2 separate regions of the Pan troglodytes genome follow, and region 1 is linked to region 2. A link is a contact called in public Hi-C data. All regions are on one chromosome and are shown on one strand. The core of a region is the stretch at or near the end of the contact, and the rest is flanking DNA. Distances in the headings are between cores, read along the strand shown.

Region 1 (4,903 bases), core at 1,451-3,950, 230 kb before region 2:
AGCTCTTTTCAGCCATCTCTTTTTCTGGTTCTTCTGTTAAACTTCTAGTTGGTCTACTCTTTAACTTATTGCAATCATGGAGCTACTAGCTTTTCTTCCTTGCTCACAACCTAAATCTTCATTGTTTTTGACAGTGCTCTTAGGCTTGAACATCTCTATATTTTGTTCCAAATAAAGTTAGCGTACTTAGAGTTAGTTATAGAGTTCTCTGTTCTATAGCCTGTCTCCTCTCCTTGGCAGAAACTCTGTTCCACTACTCTGGAGATGGGGATAGAGATAGTAACCTACTTCTCTTGGAGTGATACCCCTGGTGTGTGAGTGGGATGCTGGACTGGGGTAGTAGCCACTGGTCATCTTGGTTTATTTCCACTGTTGTGAAAACTCAGTCTTATGAGTAAGTTGAGAGTTATTGGGGTCCAGTATTCCTAATTTGCTGTTTCTGGGGTAGATTCAGTCACATTTGCCTGCAATAGAGTCTGTTCAGCATATTGCTAGGATTGGGGTAGGGCATCAGTTTGGTTACGTATGCTGACAACCTGACTTTTCTGGGTAGAAACTGTAGTCATAAACTGGGATCTGGGATTAGAGGCAGCCCCATCCTCATGGCTACATTCATCCAGAGTAGAGTTTTTCTCACATTGAGCTGAGGGGTGGGTAGAGAAAACAGGCCGTGCCTTCGGGTCTTACCAATATTTAGAAGATTTTTTTCGATTTCTGTCTGCTCTTAGGACAATTTCCAGAGACTGGATGGTTGTTTTTGGTTTTTAATGATCTCACCAGTTATAGTTGTTTCACTAGGAAATCTATGGTGCTTCTCATGCTGTCATTCTAGAAGAGCTTCTCCCTTCTTCCCCCTTTCCCCTCACTTTTGCTGCCCTTAGTTTGCACCTCTCATGGAAGCTTTGTCTCACATACACTTTCTGGGGACCTTATACTAAGAAATCATTTTAGAAAGAATGTTCGGACATCTGTAAGAAAGTACTGCATGAGTGGAAGTGATGCCGATGGTTGATGAAGTGGGCTGCTACATCTTAACCTGGACCACAAGTTAGTAGACTGTTGCAGAGCTCAAGTTGTTCTCTTACCATCCTCCCAAGATTGGCATTTTTACTCTGAGAGGGACTGGACTATCAGCCATCAGGTGATCATAAGGCGAAACGGGTTGCCATATAGTCACAAAATTTGGAATTTTAGAGCAGGAAAGGGTTACCAGGTATGGACAGCATCTTTATTTTATAGATGAGAACACTATAAAGGCTCAAACTATAAGGCTCAAACAGGTAATTTTCCAAAGCCAATCAGATAACTAATGTCTGAGTACATAAGTCTTTTGATTCTTCGTTTTGGTCTTTCCACAAGGCACTATGTGAGACTTGCTCCCTCATTTCTTTTAAGAAAGAAAAGTACAATAAAATGCAAATAAAAATAAAACACCTATTATAAAGCAGCTTTCTATTAAAGGATATTCATATATTCTTTGAGAAAAAATAATCGACTCAATGTGTGTACCCTTCTTGTAGTCCACTTGATAGTCTCATTTCAGTGACTGAATCTAATCTATTCTGGAGTCAAACTGAAGGAAAAAGAAAAAATATTCATATGTGAACTTTTAATTCTATTGCCTCACTATGAATTTGCATCTAGGTGTTAGCCCTTCTCAACCATTCCTTTCTCAATTTCCCAGTGATGTTAGCTGAGTGTGTGTGTGTGTGTGTGTGTGTGTGTGTGTGTTCGCTGGGGGGAAATCCCCTGCACTCACTAATATGAACTAAGAAAAAACAAAACACAAAGCATCTTGCAGTTTGATGTAAAAGAGATGTTGGGGTAGTATATGGATGATGTATTATTCTCATAATTTTTACTGAGTATCAGTAATCATTGCAAAAGTGTTGTATCTTATCCTAAAAGTATAAGAAATGTAATTTAAAATAAAAACTAACATTTAAGTGCCAACTACATGCAAAATTCTTTACTTGCTTTATCTCATTTAATGTTCCTAGCTACTCAATGAGGCAGATATTTTCCTCCCTGTTTCAGATAAGGAATTTCTGAAAGGTAATTAACTTCACCAAGGTCACCTGGCAACAAGTAGAAGAGCGAGAAGTAGGCTCATAAAAATTATCTCAAAATTCTTTCATCAACACTCTATGATGCTGCTTCTTTTCAACAACAAATGTTTTTTAAATGGAAAATCTGGATGTGCCATGGAGTTTTACAAATCCAGATATTTAGGTGTACTTATGGAACTTGTTCTTTGGCTTCCTGTTTTTTAAAAATTATAGTGTAAAGTTCATAGAGATCTGGAACTTCATTCCTTCTATGAATGACTGCTCATGGAGTCTGGTAACATGCAAAAGTTTCAGTGTTTGCTACCATCCTTGTTGTTACCACCTCGTTCTTATCCTCCTTCTTCCTCATGTATAGAGACCATATAAGACAGTTTGCTGGACAATTCTGGTTTGTGCCTATACCTTTGCATAATTATCATTATTATTCATTCCCCAAAGTGTCCTGGTTTAGATAATTTCATGGTCACCTTAACGTTCATAACTGAACGTGTCAAGGGTGTTGTATTGCAGGTGCCCACTAGGTGTCAGCAGTGTGACCTCCAGAGAACCCTCAGAGAAAGGATTTCATTACAAAAGTCAAATCAGAGCAAATAATTAAGTGTAGTTCCAGAGCTACCTGAAGCCTTGGTCATTCAAAACAAATAAGAGGACAGGGGGAGGAGAGAAGGAACAAGGGCAGATCAGGTAGCTCCTTCTTGGGATCTGATAGACAGGGAAGGTTTCCTTTCCTCATTAGAAGGACTCCAGTGATCTGTGGAATGAGCACTACAGTATCCTTTTAAATTTTCACCCACAAGACAAAGCCAGTATGCAGTGAAATGAGGAAATGCCTTTAAGTGAAGAGATTTTTATTCCTTTCATAAATTGCTCAAGCCATGATTGGATGGAGGTCCTCCAGGTAGCTCCATGGACTTTAACAAGTCTATTGAATAACTGCATTTGAGTTGGAAGCTGAGTTGCCTGAACACAAACGATTTAAAGAAGATTAGAAAGTGTCTACATACAGAGCTCAATAACACACTCGGAATCTTCTTGGGAGGACCCACGGACTGTATCTATATTACTTTTGACCCAGGTGGATGCAGTCACTCTCTAGAAGCCTCCCCGACTTCAGATGTGTGGCACACATCCACACAGGGGTGTGTAGATAGGAGAAGCCCACAGGAATGGCTCTGCAGATGTTCGTGACTTACAGTCCTTGGAATTGTTTGCTACTGCTAGTGGCTCTTGAGTGTTCTGAAGCATCTTTTGATTTGAATGAATCTGCAAATTCCACTGCTCAGTATGCATCTAACGCTTGGTTTGCTGCTGCCAGCTCAGAGCCAGAGGAAGGGATATCTGTTTTTGAACTGGATTATGACTATGTGCAAATTCCTTATGAGGTCACTCTCTGGATACTTCTAGCATCCCTTGCAAAAATAGGTAAGTCCTTAAACACCTGGTTTGGTGAGTTATTTTTTTACATAAGATAGTGAATGTGAAAATGCCTTATAGATAATGGGCTAAGAGGATTTTAACTGTTACTGCTATTACATTAAAAATTCTCTTCCCTTCAGTCAAGGGAAAGTCATAACTGCATTTTACTAAGCTATTTAATACATTGAGATTGCTCTTTGAAATTTGAGAGCGTACTTCTGGGTACTGGGCTGTGTTGGTTTCTTCTCATTTCAGGGTGACAACCATGTGACATTGTTGACATGCAAAACTCTCAAATTCTATGCTTTAAAAATATAGAGAATAAAGCACGTAGACCTGGGCATGATGCAAGGTGGAAATTTCAGGAAACATGTAATGTTTCTTCTGTAAAATATTCTTGGCTGTGTAATTGTGGGCTTCATCAATGACCCCATTGTTTATTCTTTAAAAGCAGTGTGTGCTTCTTGCAAATTCACAGAAAGCAAAAAACAAGAAAACCATAGGCAACTTGTATTACTCAGTGATGGGATGTCGGGGCATATAAGATTATATCTGTCAGTAAAATATTAGTTTATACCTACCAAGTGGGGCCAGTGAGGCACCTCTAATTTCCTTTGTGAAATAAAGTGAATCCAAGTTAATAGATTAAATTCCAATCAAGGGATCTTTGTGTCAAAAACCAAAGAGGTGGCTATACTCTGTGACTGTTTAATCCCTAACTGCACCCCCTTATCTCTTTAAAACCAGCTTATTCTAAAGTGGAAAATTAATATAATTATCTCAAATGCTAAGCACAATGCCTCCTTTGCCTCAGCTATAAACTTTATGCTATTTGAGTATGTAGATTGCCTTATTGAGATAGAATCAATGAAACATTTTAATTCTCATTTATTTATATGTGTATATTTTCTCTAGGATGGGTGTGTAATGTGGGTTGAGCCTTGAGGTCTGGCAGTTACCTTCTGTGTGCTCTGGCTATTCACTTAGCTCCCTCCCTGTGGGTGTGGGGACACTGGTATAGGTGTCCCCTTTAGACTCTCCTTTATAGTTGCTATTCATTTTGAGCTAGTAAAGTGTGAATATTAAATAGGAATTGTTAGTTTGAAGAAGTCTTGTGCAATTTGCTTAGTGAATAAGTTACACAAAGGATCTTACTATATTTTTAAGAGGTATACGAGTAAAAATGGCTTTCCAAATGGATAACATTCTCAGTTCAGAACAGTCTAACATCTTTTGTGAAATCATATGGACACTGATTGTGTTCAAGGTGATCTTACTTGGCACTTGAGTTTTCCTTTTAAAACAATATGCTAAAGATTCCGTGTTCCCTGCTCCCCACTCCACAACCTGGCTTCCTCTTCACAGAAATGGCTCAAGTCGATCTGAGTATCAGGAAACTCGTCCTGTCACTGACTAGC
Region 2 (5,097 bases), core at 138-2,637:
AATAACTGGGTGAATTTTAATTCGCATTGCAACCTTTTGGAATGGCATTCTGTGCAGATTCTAAAGAATCCAATCAGTTATTTTCCAGCAAATATTGTCATCATGGGGCTCAAGGGCAGGTAAACAGAAAGTTGTAAGTCTGCAAATGTTTAAGTAATTAAATTTTTACAGTAATTCTAATATATTTTCATGAAAGCAGCCATATATTTATTCTGGCTATAACTATAAAGCTTTGTTATAATGTCTAATATCTTTTTAATGTGATGGTTATCTTTATGTAGACACCGAAGCCATTGTCTGTGAACCCCAGAAGAACTATATTAGGATTTCATGTTATTAAAATGTGGGATGTCTAAGGGAATTAATGCAGAAATAGAAAACCAAATACCATATATTTTCACTTACAAGTGTGAGCTAAACATTAGATACACAGGACACAAAGGCGGGAACAATAAACACTAGGGATTTCAAAAGGGGGGAGATAGGGAGCTGGGCAAGGGGCAAGGGTTGAAAAATTACCCATTGGTACTATGTTCACTACTTGGGTGATGGGATTATTAGAAGCCCAAACATTAGCACCATGCAGTATACCCATGTAACAAATCTGCACATGTACCCCCAGAATCTAAAATAAAATTTTCTTTAAATGTGGGATGGAAAAATCATTACCCCTCTTTTTTTTTTTTTTTTTTTTTTGCTTGTTTATTTAATTAACTGAGAAGAGGGAAACCTAAATGATGGCTGGTGGTAAAGGAGGGTGAGGTGAGAATAATAGGGGGAAGACAAGGCAGCACTGAATATTTAGAACAGTGGCCCGTGGTCCCACCAGCAAACATGTTCTCAGTTCCCAAGAATCTCAACTCCTGGACAAGCATTTTGTTCACTGCCCTACCCGTAGCACTCTAGCACCTGAATCTGCTTCCAAAGCTGTCTCCTCCCTTTGTTTGCAAAGGGTTTTGGCCCTTTTGTGGAAATGTAAAGGAAATCAGCAAAACCATGTTTGAGATTCCAGATCAAGGCAAGAATCTTCTCCATAGCAGGTGATTATCAGACTGCCTACTATGTGCCAGATGCCAGGCTGAGCCCTCCTGGGATCAGTACTGTGGGGCAGATGAGCACAGCTGCTACTGCCAGAGGGGCTCTGTTGGAATCCCAGCTCCACCACCTACAAATACCTCTTGAACCTAGTTACCCCATCTGTAAAGTAGGTGATTGTGAAGACAAAACGGGCTAATGCATTTGAAAGGACTTAGGACAGTGCCTGGCACACAGTAAGCTCTTCAAAGTTAGCATGAATATATACCTGTGGGCATGGGTGCTCTCAGGGGTTACGTAAGATGCACAAGGCCACTCACCTAAAATTAGCATAAGCCTGCTAGCCTCCCCTCTCCCCAGAGCCCCAGGACGTATCAGTTGCCTGACTCACTAAGGTACTGAAGTTACTTGCAGTGCCTTCTCTCTAAAATGCTTGCCCACCTTGTCTTTTGCTCCTTGATAGATGGCAATAGCAGCGACTCAGACGCAGATGCCGGGACCACCGTGCTCAATTTGCAGCCCAGAGCCAGGCGCTTCTTGCCAGAACAGTTCTCCAAGAAATCCCCCCAGTCCTATAAAATGGAATGGAAGAATGAGGTAGATGTTGATTCTGGCCGAGATATGCCCAGCACCCCCCCAACACCCCACAGCAGAGAAAAGGGCACCCAGACGTCAGGCTTACTACAGCAGCCCCTTCTCTCTAAAGACCAGTCTGGCTCAGAGAGGGAAGACAGTTTGACTGAAGGCATCCCGCCCAAGCCGCCACCACGGCTGGTCTGGAGGGCATCGGAACCTGGAAGCCGGAAAGCCCGATTTGGGAGTGAGAAGCCTTAAGAGAAGCAGCGAAAGCAGATCTGAGTGTCTGACCCAGGACAGCTGTGGTTTGTCACTCTGAAACCTGATGCAACAGTGGAATCCATGTAAAACTCTCTGTGCATCTAAATACTTCTGGAGGGCGACAGATTCATGCCATGGATAAATGAGGCAAATCCGAAGAAAAGGAAAATCAAATAAAAAATAGTCCCACAAAATGCCTTTTGTGACTAATGGGTAGCAATCGTATTCTTTGCTGGCCTGAAGAAAAAAAATGGTAATGTGTGCCTTTATTGAACTTGAATGACAGAACTTGAAATTTTTAACACACCCTTGTTGGTGAAGATTTTAATATATTACATATATGCTTCAAATTTTATTTATGAAAAAATATGTATATCTGTAATCAGTTGTTAAGTGAATGGCACTAAAAGTATCGAGAACAGCTTTCTTTCCCAGGGATGAAGGATGGCCCTCGGGGGTAACTCCTAAGCTCAGGGTGGAAGCTTTTCCCTGTCCTGACCCGATGGAGCAGCCGGTAAGTGAAGAGCACAGCTGGAAGCAGAGACATCTTATGACTCAAACTGGGCAAACAATCGGAACGTCATGCAGAAGGAATGGCCTGACTCCTACAGAGCAGATTGGAGGGCCCAGGACTCCTATGAACTACTGAGAGTCTACTGGTTTTTAACTTGTTCCTCTGTCTACTGTGTGTTTGGGGGTGACATCTAAATTCCATTTCTTCTTCTTGTTTAAATGGTGCAGAGAGAAAGGTTGCCCAGACATCCACCAGCTTATCGTGTTGACAGATTTGGGAGCAGCTTTTGAAGAAGTTCCACCCATGAGGGTCCATGTGGCAAGTGGGGCCACAAGGCAGCACCTGGTTACAACTTGCTGGTGGGTTTTATGTTGTGCAATACTAGGAGGACGAGGCAGGTGATCTATGCTGATCTATGATCACCTGCTTCAGTAGAATTTTTCTGTAGAGTGTTGTTTGAATTTTGAGCCTCCAGGTTAGAGGCTCCAAGCAGACAAAGAAGAAAGTTTGTAGACACAATATTCTAACATTTCACAAGTTGATGAGATATCAAGTTTTGAATATTATTCAGGAAGCACTTTGGAGAATGTGGGAGTCCTACTGTTTTGCACTAGTCTGTAATTTGTTACCTCTCCCCATTCGATAATATAGTAACTCAGAATTTTCATATAAAATTGAATTCTACTCATTAGAGTACTTTTTAAAAGTACAGCAGAAAGAAAAGAAGTGGAACATAAGCATTCAAGATTAATATTTGATTCTCTATCTCTTAACTGTTGATTTTATTGGCCTGTTTTTTTTTTTTTCTAAATAATTCTTTCAAACTTGACTGGAACACGCCTCTGCATTTCTGAGTGTAGAAATTAAATGAAGCCACTCACAGTCCTTTGATTTCCCACTGAAGATACCCCAAAGGATGCAAGTGCCTACAGTATTATCAGGAGGAGAACATGAAAATATTGACAAAAGTCCTCAGCAGTGGTTCTCCACCCCTTCTCCACCTCCACCAGCAAGGAGAAGTCAGTCTACACTTTTTTCTCATGTCCTAAAGTCTTAGAATACTGCTGGATTGTTGAGCATGAGACAGAGCAAAGGTTAGATACACAAGGTACAAGTTCATAGGAGCACAATTCCTTGATCCAGGGAAAGTAGCACAGAATGCAATTTGAAAACTACAGGCTTAGGACTCTGTGCCAAAATCTCTATTTTAAATGAAAATATTTATATAAAAATACATTTATTCTGCTTAACACAAATTAAAACTGACATAAAATTTTATGATAATAACATGATTCAAGAAATGTGATGTAGATTTTTGAGAATGCCAAAAATCAATTTTCAGAAAAGCTACAGTATGAAATCTGAAAAGCGACAGAAATTGAAAGTGACCTTAAAGAATAAATTTCCTAATTTTTCCCAGTTTCCTATGTTTATAACTATTATAAAGAGTTTAACTTTCTGGAACTGAAGGAGAAAACATGAAAATGTTTATATTGCTTCTTGTTAAGCAGGTAGACCAAATTCAGCTTTCAGTAATTCATCCATACAGAATTTGGATGACTATGTATAAAGGAAAACTTAAATCTTAATTATTATCAGTTTAAATTTTTTCTTGTTTGTTGAATGACAAAGGCAATAAAAATAAATTTGACTTTAGCTTTTTCTCTATACTTTCCTCTTTTTGTAATTCTTAAATTCTAGTCACTAGTCATTATGAGAGTATTGACTAAATATTTTCACAATCTAAATATTGTCACAATCTAAATTTCTGTAGTAGAGAGCCATAGCCCTTTGTAAAGGCTTTCGTTCGTCCAAACAACACTTGATCCAACCAAAGTTCCAATGTGACTGTGGATCTTTGATAGGTCTTTGGTGTTGGTTGTAACAAAATTTGATTTGAACTACCTATAAATGAAAAGTCGGGGTTTATTACTTTATATGTAATGCTGAGAGGAGACTGTTGGGAACAGTTATGTCAATGAGCAAACTAGAAATTGGCTTCAAAGTCTGATACTTTTAAAAGCATGTGTTTTGTGTATATGCTCACAAAATGTCTGTGAAGAGATTTCTTTCAGCTTTTGCTCAGCTTTATGGTAGGGTGTACTGTTTTACCTGGGCGGTGAGGGTATTGATTTACATAAAAACTGTAGACAAACACAGTACGAGTCTCAGCACGTTTTGCATTTATTGTACTGCCCAAATTGTGTTTATGTTAAAAGTCACGTTTCATAATCTGCAATATTTTTGTCAAAGTGCACACTGTACTTTCTTATTAAAAACGTGATTAAAGAGATCACTTTGTCCGGATGAAGCAGCTGTTGGCATTATCCGCTGAGGCTTGAACACCACGTGCTGATTCTCTCATCAATCTGAAAAATAACACTCGTGGCTCAGAACACACAAGGTTAAAGTGTGTGGCTCACTGCTACTTTTTATCTCACTTTTTAACCAACCCTTTCTTCAACCCCCTTCTAAGGAAAGCAGAAGTCCCCTTTGGGTACCAGCTGTGTGGCATAACCATGGCTCCTTGTCCCTGACAGATGACACCTTCCTTTAGAATCCCCCAGCATCATCCACTCTGCGTCTAGCTGACACCCTCAGACAGGGATCAGCCACCCTGGGGGTGTGCAGGTCAAATATGCAGATGGGGACTTTGCAGATCACTTCAGTGTCACGCTGGCACATCATTTTTTGATCCTTTTTTCTTTTTA

The links. Hi-C and Micro-C count contacts between places; a contact is called where the count stands out from the background.
Region 1: a contact with region 2 is called in a Hi-C map of induced pluripotent stem cells, with 1.7 times the contacts expected there. The contact joins the promoter of SLC9A4 here to the enhancer-like site in region 2. A contact is called at or near these places in 3 of 7 Hi-C or Micro-C datasets (blood, induced pluripotent stem cells and stem cell-derived neural progenitor cells).

The regions. Positions count from the first base shown.
Region 1 is chr12:20,347,403-20,352,305 of NHGRI_mPanTro3-v2.0_pri, reverse strand. It overlaps SLC9A4 (solute carrier family 9 member A4), which reads left to right and starts at 2,700. Exons shown (of 12, transcript XM_001163482.6): 1 at 2,700-3,491. The coding sequence starts at 3,236.
Region 2 is chr12:20,119,176-20,124,272 of NHGRI_mPanTro3-v2.0_pri, reverse strand. It overlaps SLC9A2 (solute carrier family 9 member A2), which reads left to right. Exons shown (of 12, transcript XM_525838.7): 12 at 1,499-4,042. The coding sequence ends at 1,869. Among named protein-coding and RNA genes, the nearest start is that of MFSD9, 28 kb to the right of the region's middle. Within about 2 kb of position 1,387, at least 1 of the 24 cell types and tissues checked has an H3K27ac peak or open chromatin away from gene starts, as enhancers often do. A contact at or near this core is called in induced pluripotent stem cells, where this site is marked.